2 separate regions of the Nomascus leucogenys genome follow, and region 2 is linked to region 1. The links are chromatin contacts, called in public Hi-C maps. All regions are on one chromosome and are shown on one strand. The core of a region is the stretch at or near the end of the contact, and the rest is flanking DNA. Distances in the headings are between cores, read along the strand shown.

Evidence for each region. A called contact is a pair of places that touch in the nucleus more often than the background predicts.
Region 2: a Hi-C map of a lymphoblastoid cell line shows a contact between it and region 1, with 3 times the contacts expected there. The contact joins two enhancer-like sites. A contact is called at or near these places in 2 of 4 Hi-C or Micro-C datasets (a lymphoblastoid cell line and an unstated tissue).

Annotation. Positions count from the first base shown.
Region 1 is chr8:73,300,181-73,306,096 of Asia_NLE_v1, reverse strand. All of the region lies in intron 8 of RIPOR2 (rho family-interacting cell polarization regulator 2), which reads left to right. Among named protein-coding and RNA genes, the nearest start is that of RIPOR2, 54 kb to the left of the region's middle. Within about 2 kb of position 1,351, the one cell type or tissue checked has an H3K27ac peak away from gene starts, as active enhancers do. A contact at or near this core is called in a lymphoblastoid cell line, where this site is marked.
Region 2 is chr8:73,446,816-73,453,036 of Asia_NLE_v1, reverse strand. No RefSeq gene overlaps it. Among named protein-coding and RNA genes, the nearest start is that of RIPOR2, 93 kb to the right of the region's middle. Within about 2 kb of position 2,441, the one cell type or tissue checked has an H3K27ac peak away from gene starts, as active enhancers do. A contact at or near this core is called in a lymphoblastoid cell line, where this site is marked.

The DNA.
Region 1 (5,916 bases), core at 102-2,601:
CCCTTTCAGTACCTTTCTGGTATTTATCCCAGAAAGTTCCAAACTAGACACATTATTGAGTTATACCACCACATCTTCAGAACCAAAACGAAGTCTGGTTTTAGAAAATAGAGCATTGCTCAGGTGTTGTCAGATTTACGGCTCAGTGGCCAGGCATGGCTGTCAAATGAGCGGCCATCACAGCAAGTCAATTTCTCTTCCAAGTTTTGGCCTATTTGACTGCAGCGAAGAGGGCTGGTGCTTATGCAATTCTAAGGTTTCTTAGCAGCTTGATCCCTGGGTTGCTAATGGGGATTTAATCACCCTCTTTCTACTTTCTGCAATTAAGGGAGTAAAGAAAGGAGACTTTTTTTTGAAAGGGCTCGACAGGAGGGCTTCATTTTGCAATGAATCATCTAACTCAGGAGGGAAATTATTCTGTCAAGCACTAGGCACTGACATGTGAGAGCCTGTCTGAGAATACCTGGAATATAAATGACCTTGACCCTCAGCTTCCCAAATGGCTGCATGCTTCTCTTCCGGCAGATCTGGCAGGGAATCAGTTTAGTATTCAGTGTTAAATTTCAACACTTGCTTTACTACTGAGTCTGGCATCTGTGCTTTTTTCCATTTTTTAGGTCCATTCTCTACATTTTTGGGTCCTCACTTGAGTCAATGGTTCCAAAATCACTCAGGTCCATAGTCCCACGGTGGGCCCTGGAATTTTTATTTTAACTTTGAGGACGATTCTATCAGCAGCCTGATCAATTCTGGAAAATAACTGCCTTGAATCAGTGTTTAGCAGAAAACCTTCCCTCTACTTCCCCCAACACTCAGACGCCACCCACACAGACTAGCACAGTCGCAGTCTCACAGCCTAACGGTAATTCAAATCATGCACATGGCCTATCACTGCTAATATAAAAAAGTATTATATTTCTCCTATTTCTGATGCTCAGTATTATCAAATGCATCTACTTTTGGTGGGATGGTAATTTCCTGATTTTACAGATGGGAAATAGGGGCCTAGAGAGGCTAAATGACTTGTCCCAGGAGTCACACATAAATTGGAGTCAGATAAGAAACTGAATTCCAGGGTTCTTTGTCCCTAATGCATTCCCACCTCTAACTCCATGTTATGAGGGAAGTTCAGAGCTGAGCAGACAATATAAACCATTGCTCAAAGAGTGGTCTCCCTTGTGGGCAGATCCTCTCCAGCCTAGCACAGAGGCACCCTGGGAGTGGGATGGGAGGAAAGGGACCACCCTCGGACCAGATCTGGAGCTTCAGGCTTGGTGGTCAGTGAGGAGATGATGCTGGAGTCCCTGCCACCTACTGGGGGACCTGGCCACCCCGCTACATCACAGCCCTGATGGACTGACGAACTTGCTGTCGCTCCTGCTCCTCCATCTCCCCCTCTCTCTGTTGTTCTTGCTCTCCTGCCTGATCTTCCTGAGAGCCTCCCTGAATGCTTGGTTTCTTCCATGGGGTTTCTCAGGCCTGAAACTGAATCTCCTTCCTCATTGATAGACTCCCATCTCCTCCACTTTCCTCATCTAACATGCAAACTCAGAAACTACATCCGTGAAGGCTTTCAATGGTAAACGCCCCCATGGAAATCTTTCTCTTCCTCCATAAAGAGAAAGGGAAACCTCATGCTGCCAAGAAATCCTATTGTCTTTGCAATTAGCTGCTTTCTCATCTGTTACTCATTCTGGTAAAAACTACTTCCAACATACATATTGACAAACTGAGACTATTTCATAATACTCTCAGACCCGGCAACCCCTAACTTCCTCGTGCCACACCCTTCCCCACTTCCCTTTTTGCCCCACCCCCAACACTAGACAACAACCTTTTGGGGTAGTGACGTTAAAGAGAATAGAGCAAGTACTTACCAAGTGCCTGCTATTGGCCAGGCACTAGACTGCATTCTGATGACTGGTCCCTGGCTTTGAGCTCCACATGGTCTACCAGAGAAAATGGACATATGAGGCTATGCATTCTCATTCAATGGAATGAATGACCACCTGAACAACAGTGTGACCCAGTTTGCTGCAGAAGCAGGAGGGGAGAGGAGGAAAAGGTTGCCACTCACCTCTCTAGGTGGGGAGGGGAGCAGGAAAGAGGAAGGCATCCCAGTGTAATGTATGGTGAACAGCACCAGAATAGCATTCACCAAACAGAGGAAAGCCTGTGCAGAAGTGACAGGTAGACGGCTGTGGCTGACATGCTTGTCAGGAGAAGAGCTGTGGAGAATTAGTTGGGTCCTGATTATAAAAATCCATGAGTGCCAGGCTAAACAGAGAGCACTTAATCTGCAAACTGTCAAACAGGATGGAGGTAAAGAGATGTAGTTCCTTAGAGCAAACTTGTTCTCCAAATTATTACTTTGTTCAAATTAGGTTCCAGGCAGTGTATATATCCTGGTCCTTACGGTTTCCAGGGCAGGTCAACCTTCCTCAGAAGGGAGAACCACCACTGAGCTAGTAAACTCGCATTATTTATGCCTGGTCAGTAAATCAGTAAGGCCTGTAATACGAGTTCCTGACTGTATAGCTACTTAGTTGTTTGTCTTAAAGTAGGAAGTGTGACTCTTGGAAGGGAAGATCATCATAGAACTGGAAAAAATGATGGAGAGCGTTCTTTTGGCAGAATGGTGTCTGCACAAAGGAAGGCAGGCAAGAGTAGGCAGCTTCTGTAACACCCTCCAAACGAGGCTGTGGAGGAGGTGTTAGATCAGTAATATGTGTGCACCACGAAACATCCAAAGGTATGACCCCTGCAAGCCCCCAGTGTGCATCCTCAGAGGTAACCTCCATGATGGTTTTTTGAGTGAAAGCTAGAAAGCTTTCATTAAGCTTTCTAGATCATGCACTAGTCATCACAAACTGTTGAGAAAACTTGCAGCTTTCTTCAACTGTGAAAATGCCAGCAGGCCCCCAGACAAGAGCCTGTAAGAAACCTGGCCAGGCCTCAAAGACAGACTGTAACTGTCATTGCCCCACTGTTAGTGCTAATTCCGTGGCCAGTACCACCAGTGGCTTACACAGCAGATAGAACTTTAAGAAGCACAGCACAAAAGCTCTTTGTGCCCGGATAGTGCCCTTGTGCTACATTATTGCTACAATCAGAGGATCAGTGATGCCACTACAGCAGTTCCAATAAATTTTGCTTAGTAACATGGGCTGAGAAGTGAAAAAAACATCACTACCAATTACCTTTCTCACATTCAGTTTTCTTCAGATATAAAATTTCTGGTAATTTTAAAGGGGGGGAAAAAAACACCTTCAAAGGATTTCCCCTTTATTCACCTTCATCTGGTAACAATGTCAGATCAGTTTCTTTTCAACCAGTCTTCCATTGTAATTACATAGATAAACAGGCAATGGATTAATCCTGAACTAATTTGCAGAGGTTTTGTTTTATTTTTGAGACAGAGTCTTGCTGTGTTACCCAGGCTGCAGTGCAGTGGCACTATCTCTGTTCACTGCAACCTCCGCCTCCTGGGTTTAAGCGATTCTCATGCCTCAACCTCCGGAGTAGCTGGGATTACAGATGCCCACCATCACACCTGGCTAATTTTTGTATTTTTAGTAGAGACAGGGTCTCTCCATGTTGGCCAGGCTGGTCACAAACTCCTGACCTCAGGTGATCCGCCCACCTCGGCCTCCCAAAGTTCCGGGGTTACAGGGTGAGCCACCGTGCCCGACCAATTTGCAGAGGTTTTTAAAGGGCACTTTGGATTTTATTAGAATTAGCATGTCCAGTTTAGGATTTACAAAAGCCAGTCGATTATACTTTCTTTCAGAAGTATTTTTTTAAAAAACTAAATGCTCCAGAAAATTACTAGTGGAATACAGGCTTCTTTAATTCTGCTCTAATTTCAGTAAGTCCTTTTAAGTGGGTTGTTGTGTTCTTATTATTAGTGAAAGCTGTTCTTAAATGTACTAGCTCCACGGGCAGGAAGGCACGGACGAGTTGGTGAGTTGCTGCCACCTACTGACAAGTGATGGTAACAGCACGTGCTTTTTTTTAAGCATCCGGGGACCTTTTTTGCTGTCGGCTTACCCACGCAACGTCTATCAGTCAGGTGAAAGTAGAAGCGTTCATTTAAGACCCTCAACTTACTGGGTGTTTTGCTTTGTTTTGTTTTTTGAGTCGAGGGTCTCGCTCTGTCACACAGGCTGGAGTTCAATGGCTCACTGCCGCCTCAAACTCCTAATCTCTAGCAATCCTCCTGCCTCAACCTCCTGAGTAATTGGGACCACGGGCGCACGCCACCATGACTGGCTAATTTTTAAATTTTTTGTAGAGATAGGGTCTCACTATGTTGCCCAGGTTGGTCTCAAACTCCTGGGCTCAAGTGATCCTACTGCCTTGGCCTCCCAGAGCGCTGGGTCACAGGTGTGAGCCACCATGCCTGGCCAGGAGTCTCCAGCGTACTAACAGGGCTATTCATAGAAGGCAAAACATATTGTGTGATACTATCCACAGCATCTTTATATGGGTAAAATCACGTTTAAATAAATATAAAAACAACCCAGAACACAAAGGTTATAAATAGCAACTCAAGGAGGCTGAGGTACCAAGGGACCCATTTGTCATATGGATGTCTTTGTGTGGGAACAGCCTAGGACTAACAGCTGTTTCTGGACCAGCTCATCAAAATTATTTCCTCGGACTGCCTCTAAGAAATCACTGGGTAAGCAGGGAGGAATTGTTCGTGTCTTCTTCAATCTCTATTTAAATACTTTGAAAGTAGTACCTTCTTTTTTAAAAACATTGAGAAATATAACAAAAAAATAAATAAAATTATATATAATCGTTCCACCCAGTGCTAAGCTTTGTTAAAATTATTAAAATATCCAACCAACTTTTCTGTGTATACACGCTGTCTGCCAGGGTGTGTGATGCTTTTTACATCTTTTTTCTGTATTACAAAATAAGTATATGATCTTTTTAGAAAGCAAAGATTACCACTTAATGACAAAAATTTAACTTTCTCCTTAATTCTACCCTACCAGAGATAATTATTTCTAACAGATTGGTATGGTCTTCTAGACTTTTTTCCCTGGGGATCCATTTATATATAGCTGAGGTTATACTCTATGTAAGGTTTTGTGTCCTTCCTTTTTTTTTTTTTTTTTTTTTTTTTGAGATGGAGTCATGCTCTGTTGCCAGGCTGGAGTGCAGTGGCATGATCTCGGCTCACTGCAACCCCCGCCACCCACGTTCAGGCGATTCTCCTGCCTCAGCCTCCCGAGTAGCTGGGATTACAGGTACCCGCTGCCACCACCCCTGGCTAGTTTCATGTTTTTAGTAGAGACAGGGTTTCACCATGTTGGCCAGGATAGTCTCAATCTCTTGACCTTGTGATCCACCCGCCTCGGCCTCCCAAAGTGTTGAGATTACAGGCGTCAGCCACCACACCCAGCTGCCTTTTTTCTTTTTATACTTAATATTACATTATAAATATTGCCTTTAATTAAAAGTTCACTCCAAATATTTGTACTGAATTCTTTTGTTTTTTTGGGGGGATTTTTTCAGAGATGGAGTCTCGCTCTGTCACACAGAGCGAGTGGCGTTATCTCTGCTCACTGCAACCTCTGCCTCTAGGGTTCAAGCGATACTCCTGCCTCAGCCCCCGAAAAGCTAGGATTACAGGCAAGCACCACCCCGCCAGGCTAGTTTTTGTACTTTTAGTAGAGACAGGGTTTCTCCATGTTGGCCAGGCTGGCCTGGAACTCCTGACCTCAGGTGATCTGCCCTCCTCAGCCTTCTAAAGTGCTGGGATTACAGGCGTGAGCTACCACGTCCAGCCTATACTGAATTCTTAACTGGAAATCTTATAAAACTTTATTTTTTTCCTTCAAAAAATTTTTAAAGGATGAAGATTTTTACCCATTTTTATTAAACGTTTTTGGTTCCTTGAAT
Region 2 (6,221 bases), core at 1,192-3,691, 150 kb before region 1:
TCTCTTGTTTAATCGATGAAATTAACAACTCAGGCTGCAGTATTTAGGACTGAGTTACCAGAAAGAGGAAAGTGAATTCAGAGAAACTGCAAATCAAGATAAAGTTTGAAAGGCAGAGAAGCAAGGGATAAAGAACACTGTATTCTTTCTGACCTGCTTACAGAAGCAGGCCTTTTCTTGTTTTTGACACTGGTCTTAGTAAGGTCCTCTTCCCTTTGTGCTCCCTACTGTGAGGGGCTTGCCTTTCCCCATGAGACCAACATCATTCGCCCATGCTTTTGAAGCCAAGAGCAGCGGGATGCCACCAGCAAGACCCTGCATCAATTAGAGCTCTAGTCTCTGCTATTGTTGCCTTCTCTGAGGTGAGGCAGCAGTCAGCATGGACCAGAGCCATCCTGCATCAGTGTCCTGGCTCCATCCCTAACAAGCTGCATGAGCTCAAGCAGCTATTGACCTCTCCCTGCTTAGTTTCCCAATATACCAAGTGGAAAGTAGCACCTGCTGAACTGCCAAGAACAGTGCTTCTCAACCCTGGCACTTCCCTAGAGGGAATGGAAGGAGACCCACAAATGCCAACGGCTCCTCCAGAGCCATCATCTTGCCTATCTCCTCATCAAATTTCCTTGGCACCCTGACCAATTTCTACCACTTTTATTCTTGGAGCAGATGTCAGAGAGGCCACTTTATTTGGAAATTGTCTCCTGCTCCTTTTCATATCTGAAATCTCTTATTGTATTGGTGTCCTATTGCTACTGTAACAAATTACCCAAAATATAGTGGCTTAAAACAGTGTAATTTTATTATGTTTTATAGGCCAGAAGTCCAAGTCTTATAGGTCAGAAGTCCAAAATGGATCTTACAAGGCTTAACTCAAAGGCTGCATTCCCCTGAAGGCTTAGAGCCTCTTTCCTTGCCTTTTCCAGCTTCTAGAGCCACCTTCACTTGTGGCCACAGCATTTCAGCCTTTGCCACTGTCCTCACATCTCTTTCTCTGACTGACCCCTCTTATGGGGACCCTTTTGAGTACATCAAGCCCTCCTGCATGATCCAGGGCCATCTCCCTATCTCAAGACACTTAACTTGGCTGGGCACGGTGGCTCACACCTGTAATCCTAGCACTTTGGGAGGCCGAGGTGGGCGTTTCATGAGGTCAGGAGTTCGAGACCAGCCTGACCAACATGGTTGAAAAAAAAAAAACCCTTAATTACATCTGCAAAGTCCCTTTTACCATGCAGTTCTAGAGACTAGCATGTGGATGTGTCTGGGGGACCATCATTCAGCTACCATGCTTGTCTTGGCATCACAGTAAAAAAATGAGGCAGATTCTTACTACTGAGTTTAACAAAAATAATTTAAAAATATTTTTAAAAAATAAAAATAAGGCAGGAACAGTTCCATTTGACATTTTCCCTGGAGGTATTTCCAGTGTTTCCAGCATTGGTTGTCTGGGATGATGCCACTAAACATGATAGGAAATAGAGGTCGGGAGCAAACTAGGGGTGGGGGCAGGTGGGGCTACAGCATGCTTATTTGTTGGTATGTTGTATTTGAGGTCCCTCCAGGAGATCAATGTGGAAATGTCTACAGCAGTTGGAAGAATAGGTCTGTGGCTGGGGAGAAAAGCCTGGGCATGGATGTAGATGTGGAGTCATTGACAGAGATGGTACAGTTGAAGCTGTAGGGGTGCCTAAGATCACCGAGAAGGAAGATGGGGAGAGCAGGGAGGAAGGGCCAGGAGTGCAAGGTGTCTGGGGAAGAAGAATAAGGTCAGAGAGCATAGGACTTTTAGAGAGGCCAAAGGAAAATGAAGTAACAATTACAAAAATAATAATTGCCTGCATATTGGTTAAGTGAAACTTCATTTGATCATATCTTGCTTATTATGTACATAGGGGAAACCCACTCATTTTATTTATAGTAACATTTTTCAGTATGTCACATTCACAAAATTGACCAAGTAAGGATTTGTCATAGTATTGAGCGCCCATGGTGGAGCAGGCAGTGTCAGTGATGAGAATGTGAAAATGAATCAGCAGCTCCTTTGTACTCACTTCTTCAACCCGCAGGATAAGACCAACAGTATCAGAGAAGTTACCTCCTCTGAGAAGCAGACCACTACTCAGGTGGACTAGAAGATCCAGCTTACCGTGTAGACACAGAATATCCTCTGTTCATGGTATTTTGCCTTTAATAGGCTTTTCTTTATCTATTGAAGATATTAAGATACTGGCCATTCTCTCCAGCAGTATTAAGAAGACTAATAATAATAATAATAAAAGTCCATGTCACCATAGCCAAAACAGAAAACAGAGCAGAAACTTGGTGAAGTTTATCAAATAATTGCTGCAGGCCCTTGGTTATGGAGAACTCTCCCTGCTTTTGGTTGAGCAAGAGACCTTCTCAGAGCCTGGCACTGGGATTCACACAGCGTTCCATTCCAGGGCCACAGGGTCCCAGCAGCCACACCACACAGCATTTGAGTTCCAGCTCCTCTAGGCTTTCAGCCATGGCACAGTTTGTTTGTTTTTCCCTAAAGCAAAGTGCTGCCTGGCAGCTGAAAAGAGTGCATGTTTCCTTTTTCTCAACCTGGCTTCTTATATAGCTGTGCTATATTTGGCAGTTCGATCTTACTTCCCATTCCAAATGCTTCCTCTTCCTGTGGGTAGAATTCTCAGAACTCTCGTGGCTCTGGTAGGTGTTATCAAAAACTTGTGCAAGGCCACTTGGTGGTACAGTCCGTGCTCCACAGTGCCACCTCCCAGCTCAGTGACTCACCTGTGCCTGGAGGACACAGGGGGTGAACTCTTCAAGAAGGAACAGAGAGTTCCAGAACACCTCTCACTTGAATTGTGATGAAGGTTTAATAATGAACAAAAAGCAGAGGGAGATTGGAATTTGTGGGGGTGAGGTGGTGAGAGAGGTTTGAAAAGGCAGATGAGACTTTAAGGCCCGAAGACAAATACGATTTATTCCTCAAAGAAAAAGTAGTAATTATTTGTTTAAGATCTATCTTCCCCTGTAGATTATAAGAATCATGAGAACCATGAGAGGCCATGCCATTTTTTGTGCATTGTTTTAACTCTAGTAAAGTGCTGGCTGGTATTATAGTAGGTGCTCAATTAATGTTTATTGAACAAATGAATAAATGAATGAATGAAGGCAGAAAGAGGCATGAGCATTGAAAAGTAATCCTTTAAAAACATATGTTGGTATATGGAAAGAGAAAGAAACACTGTATACATGTTAACAGTATTTATTTCTGAGTGGAGGGATTAGAGAGTATTCTAATTGTTTTCCTTTCAGGATTTTCTGTTATAGTCCTATTTTCCTATGATGACTTCTCTTGCTTGTTTAATAGAAATATTTTAAAGTAAGGATTCAAAATTTAAAAAGCCTGGAAGGAAATATATAAACCTTAGAGCAGCTTTTGTGCCGGGCATAGAATTGTAGAGTTTTATTTTATTTTCTGAATGTTCTATTACTTTCATCATCTGAGAACACTTTTGAAATGAACAAGTTAGTGAGTCACCATGGCAGGAGAGCACTATTGTAGGAGGGCTGGGATCTCAGAGCTCAGTGATCATGAAGAAAGTGTCAAGTTAAAGAGGAGAAGAAGGTGATGTATATAACAGCGTATCTTTTGATTGGTAAATATATATGTATCTCCATAGGGATTTTATTTTTGAAATGCCCCTTGGAAATACCTGTCACATTCACCAGAAGCTAAATAGGTCCTGCATAATTTCTTCATTCCCACTTGTGAGAGGCCATGTCTCTGACTTTGTTCACAGTTAAGGATAATTTTTTTTCATTGACTAAGATGAGACATAGATTTCTTATGCTTCTTTCAAATGAAAACTTATAAATACCGGCTATTTAGGGATATTTTACAATTGCACAGGTAGGAAAATCAGAGCACAAAATATCATTGTTGTATAGATGTTCTGCAGACCTGCGCAGGTGGCTCTATGACACTTATGGATTAATGGGGAGTTTTGTCTAGTAAATTGATTTGTAACCTGATGGAGAAACATTTTGAGCTGTATTTGGTTTGATTAAGGTGGAACCTAGTCTAAATCTACGGATGACCCAGTCAGAATCAGCCTTGTAGAAGAAAACCCCAGGGTCTCCTTCAACCTCTGGTGACCAGAACAGTGTGAAGTGTTACTGCAGGAGTAGCCGCTCCAATCCTATTAGCTCTACCAAATAGGGAAATAGGCAGAGAAATTCTCCTGGTGCAAAGCTATCAGCTGTAGCTTAAGGATGGAAGAATTCACTAATTAATACCGTGATGTTGGGGGTAATAGAATGGATGACACAGCAGAGTGTGTGTGTGTGTGTGTGTGTGTGTGTGTGTGTGTGTGTGTCTGTGTGTAGGCTATTTGAATACATGTGGGGTACTAGCTTTTGATTCAGATCATAACATATTTGGATGGTTGGAATTAAACACTGGGGAATTAAAATGTGAGCATACTATATTACCTTAAGGAAGGAACTGGAAAAATGTTTGTCTCCCTTCAAAGACAGCAGATTTACATGCACACACGTGCGCATGCACACACACACACAAACACACACACACAAACTAGGTGCAACTAGGTGCCAGTAAAAAACAAAAAAAAAAATGGCATGGCTTCTCTCCAAAAACAGCCCATACAAACTCTAAAAGGGCATCCTTCAGTTTTCTGCCTCCGCTCCAGGACAAATAGTCCCTCAGCAGCCCCTTGCATAATGGGATCTCTATGATTGGCCTGCTGAGCAGGGATACCTGGCTTCTTGAGTCCTGATGCTGGCTACTGTCAAATCAGTGCCGTTTGCAGGCACTCATCTCCCTTCTTGGTGGGAGAAAACCTGGAGAGGAGGCGACAAGGTGGAGAAAAATCCAGTACAGGGGGTGAATGGTGAACATAAAGGAGAAGCTGTTACCCTCTCCAGGCCTAGGAGAACTGCTGTGGAAATGCTACACTGTGACCAAGCAGCAGGGATTATGAGGTATACAGAGACTTTTTTTAACTTGAATCTGGTTGTGTGATATTTAGTTACATGACTTTGGTGGTCTAAAGCCTGTCTGTGCTTTGTTCTTTTTTTCCGTATCCATCATTCAACAACAAGATCCTACGAGTTATTCCATTTTAATTGCCATCTTTCACTGAGTTTCAGTATCATTGTCGTTTTTAGGTATTTTAGCCAGATTTAGTGCCTTTCTGAGGTATTCAGAAACTGTCTATAAGTCTCAGGAAGTTGAGACAATGAACACATCACAACCATAATATCCCTTGGTTTGTTTCTACTCAGTTACTCCTTTTCACTGTGTGCTGCTCACATCCCCTCCAGATTCACTATTGTGTGTTTAGGACGTATAAAATACCATTAGAGCTGCTTCCATTTGTACTTTATTCACACAGTGACATGACAAATGAAAGAAGAGTGGTAAATGGTCATAACTGAACTGGGGTCAGATTTATTAGACCATTTTTAACATATGAATTCAAAAATACTATTTGAACAAGTAAGTATCTAAAGTTTGCACTTACCTGTTGGAAAAGCTAAGACTGGAACACATTCTACTGAAAATATAAAAAAAGTTAGGCTTGGAATAAGAGGTAATGCTACCTTTAAAGGAGATTATAGGCCAGGCATGGTGGCTCATGCCTGTAATGCCAGCACTTTGGGAGGCCGAGGTGGGCAGATCGCTTGAGCCCAGAAGGTAGAGACCAGCCTGGGCAACATAGTAAGACCCTGTCTCCACCAAAAAATAGAAAAATTAGCTGGGTGTGGTGGTGCACACATGTAGTCCCAGCTACTCGGGAGGCTGAGGTGCAAGGATCACTTGAGCCCAGGGAGGTTGAGGCTACACTGAGCCATGACTGTGCCACTGCACTCCAGTCTGGGCAACAGAATGAGATCCTGTCTCAAAATGAAGAAAAAGGAGATGATAATAATTATAATAATAATGTGTTAATTCTGAAAAACTGATAATTTATGTAGACCTCTTTCAAAGAGGAAAGAGTTAAATAAAAATAAATCTTGAGATACCTCTTACCCAATGATACTCTCAAAGGCTGAAGTCAAAATACGTTTTCTGCATTTTCTTCCATGATTGCTGAATGGTTTTGTGTTTTAGAAATGCATGTTCTGAGAAAGGTTATTTAGAAAGTTTTAAAGATTCAACCCTATGTGAATGGTCAAGAAGTGACTCACCAATCTTTTCTCTCTACAAT